Regions from separate parts of the Xenopus tropicalis genome. Here region 1 is linked to region 2. Evidence: chromatin contacts called from public Hi-C data. All regions are on one chromosome and are shown on one strand. Each heading gives the region's core, a stretch centred on a gene start, on an enhancer-like site or on the middle of the called end of the contact. The rest is flanking DNA. Distances are from core to core; before and after follow the strand shown.

Region 1 (6,066 bases), core at 3,321-5,820, 190 kb before region 2:
CCAATGGAAAATGATGCAAAGAGGTGCTGAACATTAACATTCATTGCAATTTTCCACCTACTGTACCAACAGAAGAATCAATATCAGTAACACATCATAAAGAAATTACCTCCTGCTTCTCCTCAAGAGGCTTCATTTGCTCTTGGTTTCTGATGAATTCTTCTTCCATTAGGAGATAATCTTTAATCCTTTCCAGCTTCAGTAACTTCAGCCTACACTGTGTATGTGGTGTTACTGTAAGACAGCCATTACATGTGAGCACAATGTCCTGCTAAATTCACCAATTACTAAATTAATCAAAGACAAAAGTGGATTCTAAGTGGCAGATTTCAAATTATGATTTTATTTTCACTAACATTTACACAGATTTGCAATTTATACTCTGCTCTAACAAATGCTTTGAAAAATAAAGAACCTTGAAGAATATGGCAAAAAATTGTTTTCAACTTTACGTGCAGGCAGCACTAACACTCGCCTCAGCATTTAGTCCTGCCAGGCTTTTCCCAGAATTACTAATGTAACACAGCTGAGGTGACAAAGAAAAAAACATATACTGTCTAGTGAAATGTATGGTAATTTGCTGTGTGAAACATGAAGAGAGCTTTCTGACATGCAAGGTGTTCTCCATTCAGTCCGGACCACAAGGCAACAGAAAAACTGATTGCAGCATGGGATACATATATATGCAACAGCAATGATTTACAGGTGAACAGCAAAGGGACTTAAGAATCCCCAATGCAGGGATACTGAACTTTACACTTTACTGTTACTGCATTTTCTCTGCTGGGGACAATTGCCAAAAAGGGCAAGAATCTGTCACTAAAAATGTATATGTGCAGATTCTGCCTTTGTGTGAAAAAAAATGCATTATGTGCTTTTATCCTATGCAGAAACTATCTGTATTTAACAATGGGCATTCTGTCACTTACCAAGAGGCAGTTTACTGGCAGCATCTGGTCCCTTTGTTTTCTTTTTCTTCTTACCAACTCTGGTTGGTACTGGTGGCTCATATTTCTTCTTCTTATCCTTTCATGCACAAAATAAAAAAAAACAATGTAATAAATTACTAGATAGCAAAGACTGCCTCTGAAGGTGGTCATAAACTGGCTGCCCTTGAAGGTAACAGAACAAACAAAATTTCAGCTGGGGAGTTTACCCCATTTATTATGCAAATGTACCACCAAAAAAAATCAACGTTTTGGTTGGAAATGTTGATTTTTTTTGTGGTACATTGGCATAATAAATGGGGTAAGCTCCCCAGCTGAAATTTTGTTTGAATGCAGTCTCTATTTCTGCTTTGTTCTATACGTTGTTGGGGCACTGCCATATGGATAGGAGACTTTGCACCACAGAAAATCGCCTAAGGTGAGCGCAGCTGTGAATTTTTTTTGCTACTTGAAGGTAACAGACCAATCAGCCTGTAAGCCAAACAGACAGATGTTATACAATGGGATCATATAAGACAAACTTTAAATGCTATTCATTTTTTCTATTCATTCCAGGTCATGGCCCAAATGACTGTATGCAAATAGCTGCAACTAAACTAAATTCTTCATCTTCTAATTAATCATCAAGGTGGATTGGAGAATGGTCTGTCAAAACATAGTACAGTTCAAGGTGTAACAAAATGTTATTACTTAAGATAAAACTATTTAATTTTATTTAATAAGAAAACAATTCATATGTTATGCATAGGAGGCCAGAAATGTAAAAAGTCGTTGAGTGCCCTAATGCCTGGGAATTAGTCTAATCAATAGACCTTAGGGCCAGTATCTCCATAAAGTGTGAATATTATTATATTTCTTGGCAGGAATATTCATACTATAAATCTATAGAGAGTCTGTGCATCTCTACTTAAATACTAACAATATTGTATTCTGCACATAATATCTGCAATGCAAATATGGGCCTTACAACCCTACTGCAGCTTCAATGTCAGCCACCATGGCTATATAGTAGCTTATTTTTTATATACAGAGCTTCTGAAGCAAATACACAGTATTACCCATTCAGATTAACAACATACAATATATAAATACATGCAAAACCCTTTCAGTTTTTTTAATTTACCCTTTTAAATCCCAAGTAAGATCCATTTCTTTAATATCAATTTAAATCTGGGGACACATTAAAAAAAGCTCAGAGGTGATGCTAGGACGTCACTGTAAACATTCTTTATGTCTGAAGACAAGTTGGCAAGCAGAAATTCATCCTTGTAAGGGAATTTCATGCACAAAGAAAATAACAAAAGAAAATGCCCAGACCCCAATAAGATAACTCTAATGTGGCCCTTACCTTATCATCTTTTTTGCCACCTCCTGGGCCATGTCCACCACTCTGACTCTGACCCTGAAAGAAAAGGAAATAAGAAATAAATAAGCAAACGTAACATTAATATCCATGAGGATTCTATCATGTAAGGTGAGAAACCACCATGGTTAGGGCGAGAAGAGCTAAAAGAAGCAAAAGAGATTCTATCGTGTGTGTGTGTATGTATGTATGTATGTGTGTGTGTATATATATATATATATATATATATATATTATATATATATAGTTTGACCCTGAAGAAGAACACATTTAGTGCTCTGTCCCTAAGGAAGAGCACTTGTTGTGCCTGGAAACGTTGGAATTTTTTCAATAAAAACACTTTATCTTTTGTATCAAGTCCCTGTGTGTGCGGCACTCTTTCTATTATATTTTTGTTTTTGACCTGCGCCAAGAACAATTGGACTTGTATAGGGTGTGCTCCTCCCTGTGTACTATATATTTGTACTTAATATGTATATATGTGTATTTGTACTTTAGCTTCAATCTAGCCAAGGCATAAAGGGGTCATGAGGACAGGCAGGAGGCACAGGGCCTCAGTAAATCCTAATTCATAACTTAAGACCCTGTGAATGAGGTGTTGCCAGTTCTAGGACCTAGATCATAAGTTAAGGTACTCTAGAAATACAAGACACTTAAAGGGATGGTTTACCTTAAGATAACTTTAAGTATGTTAGAAAAAAGTCTATTCCTAGCAACTCTGCAATTGGTCTTCATTATTTATTCTTTATATATGTATTTGCCTTCCTCCTCTACCTCTTTCCAGCTTTCAGATGGGAGTTGCTGACACCAGCAGGCAAAAAACTATTGATCTGTGAGTTTATTTACTTATCTTCCTGTACAGTCCCCCTCCTTTACTTATTCCAGTCTCTTATTCAAATCACTGTCTGGTTGCTACAAAAAATAAGACACTAGCTGCTGAAACTTCAAACTGGAGAGCTGCTAAACAAGCTGCAAGCTTTCTCAAAATATCACTCTATTTTATACTAAAAGTTAATTTAAACCAGGCTAGGGCTCTCCTGAGTAGCACCGATTGCATGCTTAACAAATTCCCTGTAAAGCTGGCCATACATGCACCAACATAATTGTACGAAACATAGTTTTTGGACCCCTTGGGGGACCTACAATGTATTTCCAGGATGTCACTTTTGTACAATTGTTGTCTGCAATTATTTTTAGGGCTTTATACAATTTCAGTCTGAATGTTAGTTTTAGATCATTGCATTTAAAAGTATGATCGGTATCCAAACCTTCATCCAAAGACTGAAATCTGAGCGTGTATGGCCACCTTTACTCCTAAACACTGTGTGTGTTTGCTACATGCCAACTTATTGTGAGTAACACATTACTGCTGAACTAATATTACTAATGTTTCCTCTGTCTATTACAGGTTCCTGAGTAAAATGCCCTACACTGATAGTGGTCTTTGGCCTCAGGCTTAGAAATGCAATCTATATTCTGCTGCAATAAGCTAAAGATTCATTTTGCATATAAAACTAGCATTGGCTTAAAGTAAGCATGAATGGTGCCAAAAAGAACTAGGCACAGGTTTACCTAATGCTTTGTGTGCATTGCTCACTTATTTTCATGATGCTGCTTTAATTCCATACTGGGAAACATAAATACCAATAAATCCCTTTTGAATCATATACTCTAAAAGCCACGTTGTGATTTGTGTTAAAATATATGCTTCTCCATTTCAGTGCATTAATAAGCACACCTGCGTGATACACTATATGGGCAACAATAGAACTACATAGACTGCTGGTACAGTAGTAGCACAAACATTTATTTAGAGACACCAGGGCGATTAGCCCCAGCTGCCAGCGCCACTGTTATTACATAGGAAGGCACTGCCCGGCTCCTATTAGGTAGGAAGCTATTGTGAAAAATGAGCCAAGTCACTGAGCGGCGGTGGCATCACATTCTTTGGCTTAGGCACTGAGGAACGGAAGGACGCCCAGAGAACACAGGCACTGTCTCTCTTGTCCAAACGATGCCATTAGGGCCAAACAACCCCTATATTCCCCGCTGCCAACTCGCCAGCCCCCATAGACGAAAGATGCTCACTCACCATGTCTACTTCTTTCAGCCGGCCGCAGACTCCGGATGTACGTCACTAAACGGCGTCAAAGAAGGGACAAATCTTGACAGCCTAAAATGCGGAAATACGTCACAGGAGAGTAGCGTACGACAGTAATATGTAAGCACACGGAAATAAGTTACTGTCAGAAAGTCTGGAAGGACATGCGGGATACGGAAGCCTAAGAGGTTTAGCAACATGAGTGTGCGAAGGGGATTTGTCCTTCTGAACCATTGCACATTTAATTTTCTCCGGTACCAGGTAATCGCTGTCACTGCGGTAATCACTGCGGTAGTTTACTGCTGCACGCTGCTTACTGTATGAGATTTTGCTGGACATGCACAAGTGCTGGTATATTTGTTGCCCTTCAGTCTATAGATGATTAATGGAAAACAGACATGCAGTTAATGTAACATAATAATAATATATATGAATCACTCGGTGTTCATTTGACTTGGCAATTTGCAGTCCAGCAATTTGTTACAAACCGGCCTCCCTAACTCCCATCTTTCCCCCCTACAGTCTATACTAAATACTGCTGCCAGAATTCTCCTCCTCTCACCCAGGAGAGTTCAGGCCCCTCCCCTGCTAAAGTCCTTATCGTGGCTTCCTATTAAACAAAGAATATCTTACAAACTCCTTCTCTTAACCTTCAAAGCCCTCCATTCCTCTGCCCCTCAGTACATCTCTTCCCTTGTGTCTCCGTACGTTCCTGGCCGACTCCTTCGTTCCTCGCAAAGCAACCGCTTGGTTGTGCCCCCCACTATTACTGCACTTTCCCGCCTTAAACCTTTTTTCCCTGCTGCCCCTTACATTAGGAATGCCCTCCCTGATTTCCTTCGGAGAGAATCCTCCCTCAGTCTTTTTAAAACTAAACTAAAAGACTACCTTTTGGAGCACTCGCCCAGCACCTGACAAGGAAAATAGCACTTATATTGTAATGTCACCCACTGTGACCTACAGCACTTATATTTGCCTATTTGTGTCTGTAAGTTACCCTCCCATATAGATTGTAAGCTCTACGGGGCAGGGACCCCAATCCTCTTGTGTCTTTGACTCTTAACTCATTGCAACTGTATTTATCTGTATTTATTGTTGTACTTTGTATTTATCTATTATCTTAATAATCCCCTGTTTGTATTACTGTACAGTGCTGCGTACATAAGTAGCGCTTTATGAATAAAGATATACATACATACATACATGTTCCCATAAGGCAGACATTCACTTGTCTCAAGGTACTCTTTAATTTACATATCACATGTTTCTTCACTACAGGCTTTACGGACAATATCATCCCACTTCTGCACAGTCTCTGGCAAATCTAGATATGGTCTGTAAGTATTTTACAATAAACTAAACCTAATGGAACCAGGGCAAACCTACATGAATAATAAAAAAGAGCATTTCTTTTCATTGTTTTGACACACCTGCATATGTGATGCCCCCTATATCTGTCTCAAAGGAAACTATGTATCCAAATCTACCTTTGGTTAATTTCTTGTATATTTAACTTACTGGGGCCTGGGAGAGCTGTCACTTTATGGGAGTGAAGACACTTTCCCTCCTACATTATTAAAACATTGAAAACATTTTATTTATGTAAAAGTTTATTTAGAAAAATTGGATGCACAAAGAATTAAAGGAACAGTAGCA
Region 2 (6,106 bases), core at 1,846-4,345:
TGGAACAGGTAAGTGTAAAAATGAATAACATTTTACATGCTAACTGATCCCCTGGCCTAAATTAAAGCATTTTGCAATTTACTTGTATATATCGTTTTAAAGTGATTGCTGCTAGTCAAGTGATAGCTGCTAGTCAGGGGTTCACAAAAAGTGACTGTGCAAATTGCAAAACAGTGATATATTGCTATAAGTATTGTCCAAGTGTTGGATAACTTATAACACCATAAGCTGAAGATACTAATTATGTTTACTTATCAAAGCACTGGGCTTGGGGCAGATACTCTGCTATTCATAGGCCAGTACAGTAACAAAACAGTGGAAAGATGGAGGATTTCCTATAAAGGGAGGCTTAAAGATGTCTGCTTTATACAAAAAGCAGAGAGAGAAAAAGACTCTTTCACAGAACAGGCTTAGAAAGAAAAACTGCAACAAACTGAAAAAATTCACTTTGTCAATATTTCATTTTACTTAATTCTAAATGTATATTTCATGTCAGGAACCTTTTAGGAAACTCAATGATACATGATAGCAATGGAAACTTTTTTTTAAAAGCTATGGCTAGGCAGAAAAGTGGCATCTGCAATCTTGGTAGAGAGAGATGCAGATGATGATATATTTACAAAGAAAGATAAAGGAAGCAAATCTGGGATCCGGGTAAGCAAAATACAAAGAATAATATGATTGGGGAAAACAATAGCATGGTGTAATTAATTTGGGGCAGGATAGTGATGCAGAAACTGATGCAGTGGAAATGAAAATGCATAAGACTGATGTACTGGGGAAACAGACATAGCGGGTCTGGGAAGAGTAATACAGAGAGTGATGAACTGGGAAGAGTGACACAGACTAATGTACATGAGAAGAGGTCAAAAACTTGTGAATTAAAATCTATGCAGGGGGCTAACAAATTGAAACAGACATGTGGAGGCTGGTATATTAGGTGAAACAATAATTTATTTGAGTCAAGTTTAACTTGACGGCCATCATGCCCTTTTGTTTTAACATGGTCCATGATACATGATGGGAAAAAAAGTTCTTAATGACAAAACACTGAAATTTTACTTTTTATGTAAAACTTATCATATACATATATATGTTACATTTTATGCATCTGTTATATCTGCATGCACCAGGAAACCTATTTTTAAACTCATTAGTGATGCTTCAATAGGTCAGACAATTTGGGTCATTTGCTGTAGGTGGTTGTTTCATGAACTGACACCATTCTTTAAAAGTACTTACACCCAAAGCCACTCCTTGCATCCTGCATAGTTATCTAGTCCATTCATGCAGGGGAATCTAGGATCTATCACCATCTCAAAAGCTGTGGTAGCTTAAGGGTTTCCACAGGGGCTTTTGTTAATAGACGCAGCAAACCTGTGCCTAAGTAATCAGGCACAGATATCATTTTGACAGAAATTTGGATGCAAATAATGACATCCAAACAATGATGATTTTCAGAAAAATTGTGTCTGATTCATGAAGACATTTTCGCGCATCATCCACAATTGCATTAAGCAAACCCCTACTCTACGGCCACAATAACACTGCAAAGTGGACATTTCAACTTGTGTACAAAATCGCACACTTGACTTGTGCTTGCAAATAAGCTCTTATGTATGAAAGTGCTATTGAGGCAATTACAAGTGTTTGTACACTAAGGGGCCCATTTACCAAAGTATTTTCGTTCGGATACGAAAATCCAAAAAATGGTATTTTCGTACTGTGCGTATTGTCGCTGTTTTTTTTCTCTAATTTGCGCAAATTTTTCATACTGTGCGTCAAAATCTTATTTGTCGCAACAAGTAGGAAAGTTTCAGATTCATTCAAGCTTCGGTATCGTGACTTTCCATGGGCCAGGTTGGAGCTGCAGAGTGCCATTGAGTCCTATAGGAGGCTTCCAAAAACATACACAGAAGGATCAAAGACAGAAAGGTTTTCCCGCCGTTTAAGATCGTTCAGATACGAAAATTTTGTGACTTTCAGATCGCCAATACGATATTATTGTGACTAATACGATTTTTACGTAAGCATTTTCGTGACATTTCCAATCATCAGAAATTATCATATCTATTCTGAATTTTACCCATTTTGGGATTCGAACTCGTACTTTGATGAACCAGCCCCTAATACTGGAGTAATTTCATACCCTATTAGAGTAAAATATTTGAATCAAGAGTCTTATGGTTAGTATTGTTTACAATTTCCACTCAAATGAAAGAAGCATTAGCACTTTTCTTACAGAGACAGCAACACCCAGGGGCAGATTTTTCAAAATGTGAGTTTAGAGCTTAGTACATAAAAACTCACCCACGTTCTATTCATTCCTATGGGATTTTTAGAAGTGTATTTATCGATGGGTGAAAGTTAGAGTCCACCATTTGATAAATACACTTCTCAAAATCCCATAGGAATGAATAGAACGTGGGTGAGTTTTTATGTACTAAGTTCTAAATTCACATTTTGATAAATCTGCCCCCCAACCTAACTTGAAGCAGTTCTGTGCCTGTTTCTTATTCACAGGAGGGTATTTTGCACAGAATAATGTCCTTTTTTATTCAATAGAGGAAAATGCTAACAAATTAAATGTAATTTAATGTAAACAAGAACAGACCGGTCCAATGGCAGAAGGAAAATCAAATGTATCAGATATAACAGATACTGAGCCTGCCCCGTGTGTCCTGTAACATTCACTGTTTCAGCACCCCGTGTCTCATTAATCCACACTGCTCTAAAATACTTGTCTTACTACAATGCACTTACTGGTACCCACCCTCATCTTCCCATACTTATCTAGTCTGCAAAACACTTGTCCCACTTTTATACGCAACAACGGACCGGCATTCTGCTTCCCTAAAGCACACACAATAAACCAGACCCGCTTATTACCTCACATATTGTACAAGACAACAGACTTCCCATAACAACCCTAACACTGAAACCTACTAAGCCTTTCTCTGTGTGAATGGCTGCCCATATAATACTGATATTTCATCACCCCGGCACACACTACGAGCAATTCCTACAGAGGAAGCAAAACACAATACAAGAACACATCACCTGTCCATTCTGCAGCTGACTCGCACATGTGTAAGAGACTGGTAGCGTCACTGACCTGCGCTGCTTCTGTCCGTCTTTCTAATTGGGCGAGTGAAAATGTGCGTCATCTGAAGAGCGCCCAGCGCATTAAAGCAACTTGGAACTTGGCTGACTTGTTATTGACAGTTCGGTTCCAAATCTGAGACGCAGCCCAGAGTAATGGTTGCGTGTTAGGAAAAGTGTAACTCAGCTTTATCTTTTTGAAGTAATAAACTCATTAATTGTCACACAGTTACCAATACAGATGCTAAACTGTGAGCCTGCGCGCAACAAATTTTGCATGGTTACATAGTAAATCTGGATGGTAAAAGATGGCATGCCATCAATTTATCTTGGGGATATTAGATAAATTAAAACACGTAGCCCTTTCTTACCTCCCTATATTGTTTGCACTAGGGACACACGTTCAAATCATTAACTATTAGAACAGACAAATGGCTTATGCAACATTTTAACGTTTCCGTTAAAGATTCGGCTCTTTCGTGCATAAGTGCCTATTTACGTGAATAAATCCTTTTTATGTAAAACGCACTGCAAGTTTTGTATAATTCCTTACAGCTTCACCGCCCTCACCCCCTTTGGGGAGGGGCCTTAGGATACTTCCTGGTCATCTAGCCAATAGTAATTCCCCCGCCTCTTAATTTGTTAGACTGCTGCCAATCCGAGTTCAGTCTCGTTTTCCGCGGACAGTTTTGATATCGTGGTAGTCATGGCAGCGCTGTGAGAGACCCTGCTCTACCTGGCGGCGAATGTTATAGGAGCCGCGATGTTTTCTGCTGCGAGCAACTCTCTCTGTTCCAAGCCGCAAGTCAGCGACAATGACAAAAAAACGTTTCTGAGAGTGAGTGATTAAACCCCTTTTTGGCATGAGCTCATTCAGTTAGACCTATGTATAAAAACACGATCACTAACTTTCATGAACTACTAAAAATGTATTTTATTCTTTACACAGGTTTACCTGGTTCCACAAACTAAAAGGGAACCGTTATAGTCTATCCCAGCTCCCTTATGCATACAATGTAATGCAGCCAGGTCCAGACTGAGATTCCTTATAGGAACTGGTATTTTAGGTACATAATGGCCCGCTTTTCGCGGGACAGTCCCGCTTTTTATGGCGTATCCCGCTGTCCCGGATAGTTCCATGAATGTCCCGCATTGCGGAACATTCATGGAACTATCCGGCACAGCGGGATGCGCTTGCTGTGCCGGATGTTCACGCTTCGTCGGCTGCTTCGTTATGCCTCTAGTTGCGCTGCGCGACAGTCCCTTTTATAAGGTTGCGCCTGTGGGTGTGACGTCATTACGCACGGGCGCAACCTTATAAAAGAGACTTCGCGCAGCGCAAGGAGAGGCATAACGAAGGCGGAGCGCCTATGGGAGGTGCTGTGATAGGGGGCTACTGCGTATTGGGGGGCTACTGCGTATGGGGCGGGCTACTGCGTATGGGGCGGGCTACTGCGTATGGGGCGGGCTACTGTGTATTGGGGGCTACTGTGTATGGGGGGAAAAACTGGTACATAGTTAGAACTTATAACTGACTGCCTTCTCTCTATATTTGTATTTATATGTAGGAGTTGCTATATTGTTTTCCTTAGGTCGTTCAGTATGAGGGTATAGCACATTTTCGTCTGCTCCCGCCATTTGATCTATATAAAAGGGGTATTTTTTTTAAAATGGGGTGTGGTAATTGGGGCGTGACCACAAAAGGGGGCGTGGTCAAAAAAATTTGCCGCGCTGCGCGCACCAAATCTTTTTGTCCCTCTTTTCATTTTTCAAATGTTGGGAGGTATGTTATACATAACCAGAAATTTCAATTTCCCTGAAATGTCATAGTTTTTCCAAGGTCCAGCACAGGAGTAAGAACCTGAAATTTACATTTTCCTGGAATTTATGTTTATTTTTTGTCGCCCCAGGAAAATGTAAAATCAGGGTTTTAAAGGAGAAGGAAAGTTACAATCACTGGGGGGTTGCCAAAATGTTTGGCAGCACCAGCCAGGGATTTCAGGTAAGTGACTACAATCATTGGGGGGTGCTTGACATTTCCTTTAAGGGGACTTCAATGCAACCCCTCTAACCTTGTGATGGATTTTGGGCCTTGAAGTCTATCTGCTTTCCATAATAGAAGGGTGGCCACACAAACAGATTCATATACTCTCCTTTCATTTGGCTATATGGACGGAGAGCATAGGAGATCTGCCCTTGTGTGGTCACCTTAAACAATTATGTTCCCAAAGGTTTTAAGGATCTGGCCCTATACAGATTGTTCTGCGGGCCCCAGTTACACAATTATCTTGATCTGATATATTATGTGTGCTATCAATTATACTGTAAAGTTCTTGGACTTCCTACTTCATCTTAAAGAAAATTTGGTTCTGCTGTAAGAAATAGTAGATTAGTTGTCCCTGATCTGTTGAAACATTTAACATTAAAATCTATGCAAATAATAACAACTAAATATTATGGTTTTGCACTTTTGTTAAATGATCAGGTTTGCAGTCCAAAGGGATTAATTAAACACATTTATATTTATTAAATAGCACTGGAGTTGCCATTGTATAGTATGGTTTAGGTTCAAGGTATCTTTGTTCACTGGCTGGGTTGTAATATGAATGATTAAATTTCTGTGTCTGATTTCTCCTTTGTAGGTGTTTCAGTTATGTGATGAAGGCAATAAGGGTTACCTCAGCAGAGAAGATCTTAAGGTGGCTGTGGTTATGTTGTTTGGTTATAAACCTTCCAAGGTAAACCTCTGGAACTACACAATTTTTATTTCTTGTTTGTGAACAGGGGTTTCAGTATACACTGGCATTACACTGATGTTCCATGCTTCATGTCTAGGAATTTGGAGTTAAAATTTAGTGCATTATAAAATAGCCTGTCCTTAGCACCATTTCAGTTGGTCTTTTTATAGTTTTTTAAGACTCCTAAGAAGGCAGCAAAAACTGCACCACTGTAGTGTCCATTATTGCATTTAAATTGGATGTCCCCAGTATGGTTCAATTATGAC

What was found. A called contact is a pair of places that touch in the nucleus more often than the background predicts.
Region 1: a Hi-C map of neurula embryo shows a contact between it and region 2, with 1.7 times the contacts expected there. The contact joins the promoter of mrps10 here to the promoter of tdp1 in region 2. A contact is called at or near these places in 2 of 5 Hi-C or Micro-C datasets (brain and neurula embryo).

What each region holds. Positions count from the first base shown.
Region 1 is chr8:86,700,698-86,706,763 of UCB_Xtro_10.0, reverse strand. mrps10 (mitochondrial ribosomal protein S10) reads left to right here and starts at 4,570. Exons shown (of 8, transcript NM_001016991.2): 1 at 4,570-4,671; 2 at 5,689-5,747. The coding sequence starts at 4,609. It overlaps psmc1 (proteasome 26S subunit, ATPase 1), which reads right to left and starts at 4,477. Exons shown (of 11, transcript NM_001045689.2): 1 at 4,402-4,477; 2 at 2,296-2,349; 3 at 930-1,026; 4 at 110-234. The coding sequence starts at 4,404.
Region 2 is chr8:86,507,389-86,513,494 of UCB_Xtro_10.0, reverse strand. It overlaps tdp1 (tyrosyl-DNA phosphodiesterase 1), which reads right to left and starts at 3,095. Exons shown (of 16, transcript NM_001045777.1): 1 at 3,061-3,095. The coding sequence starts at 3,068. efcab11 (EF-hand calcium binding domain 11) reads left to right here and starts at 3,794. Exons shown (of 6, transcript NM_001113812.1): 1 at 3,794-3,940; 2 at 5,745-5,840. The coding sequence starts at 3,866.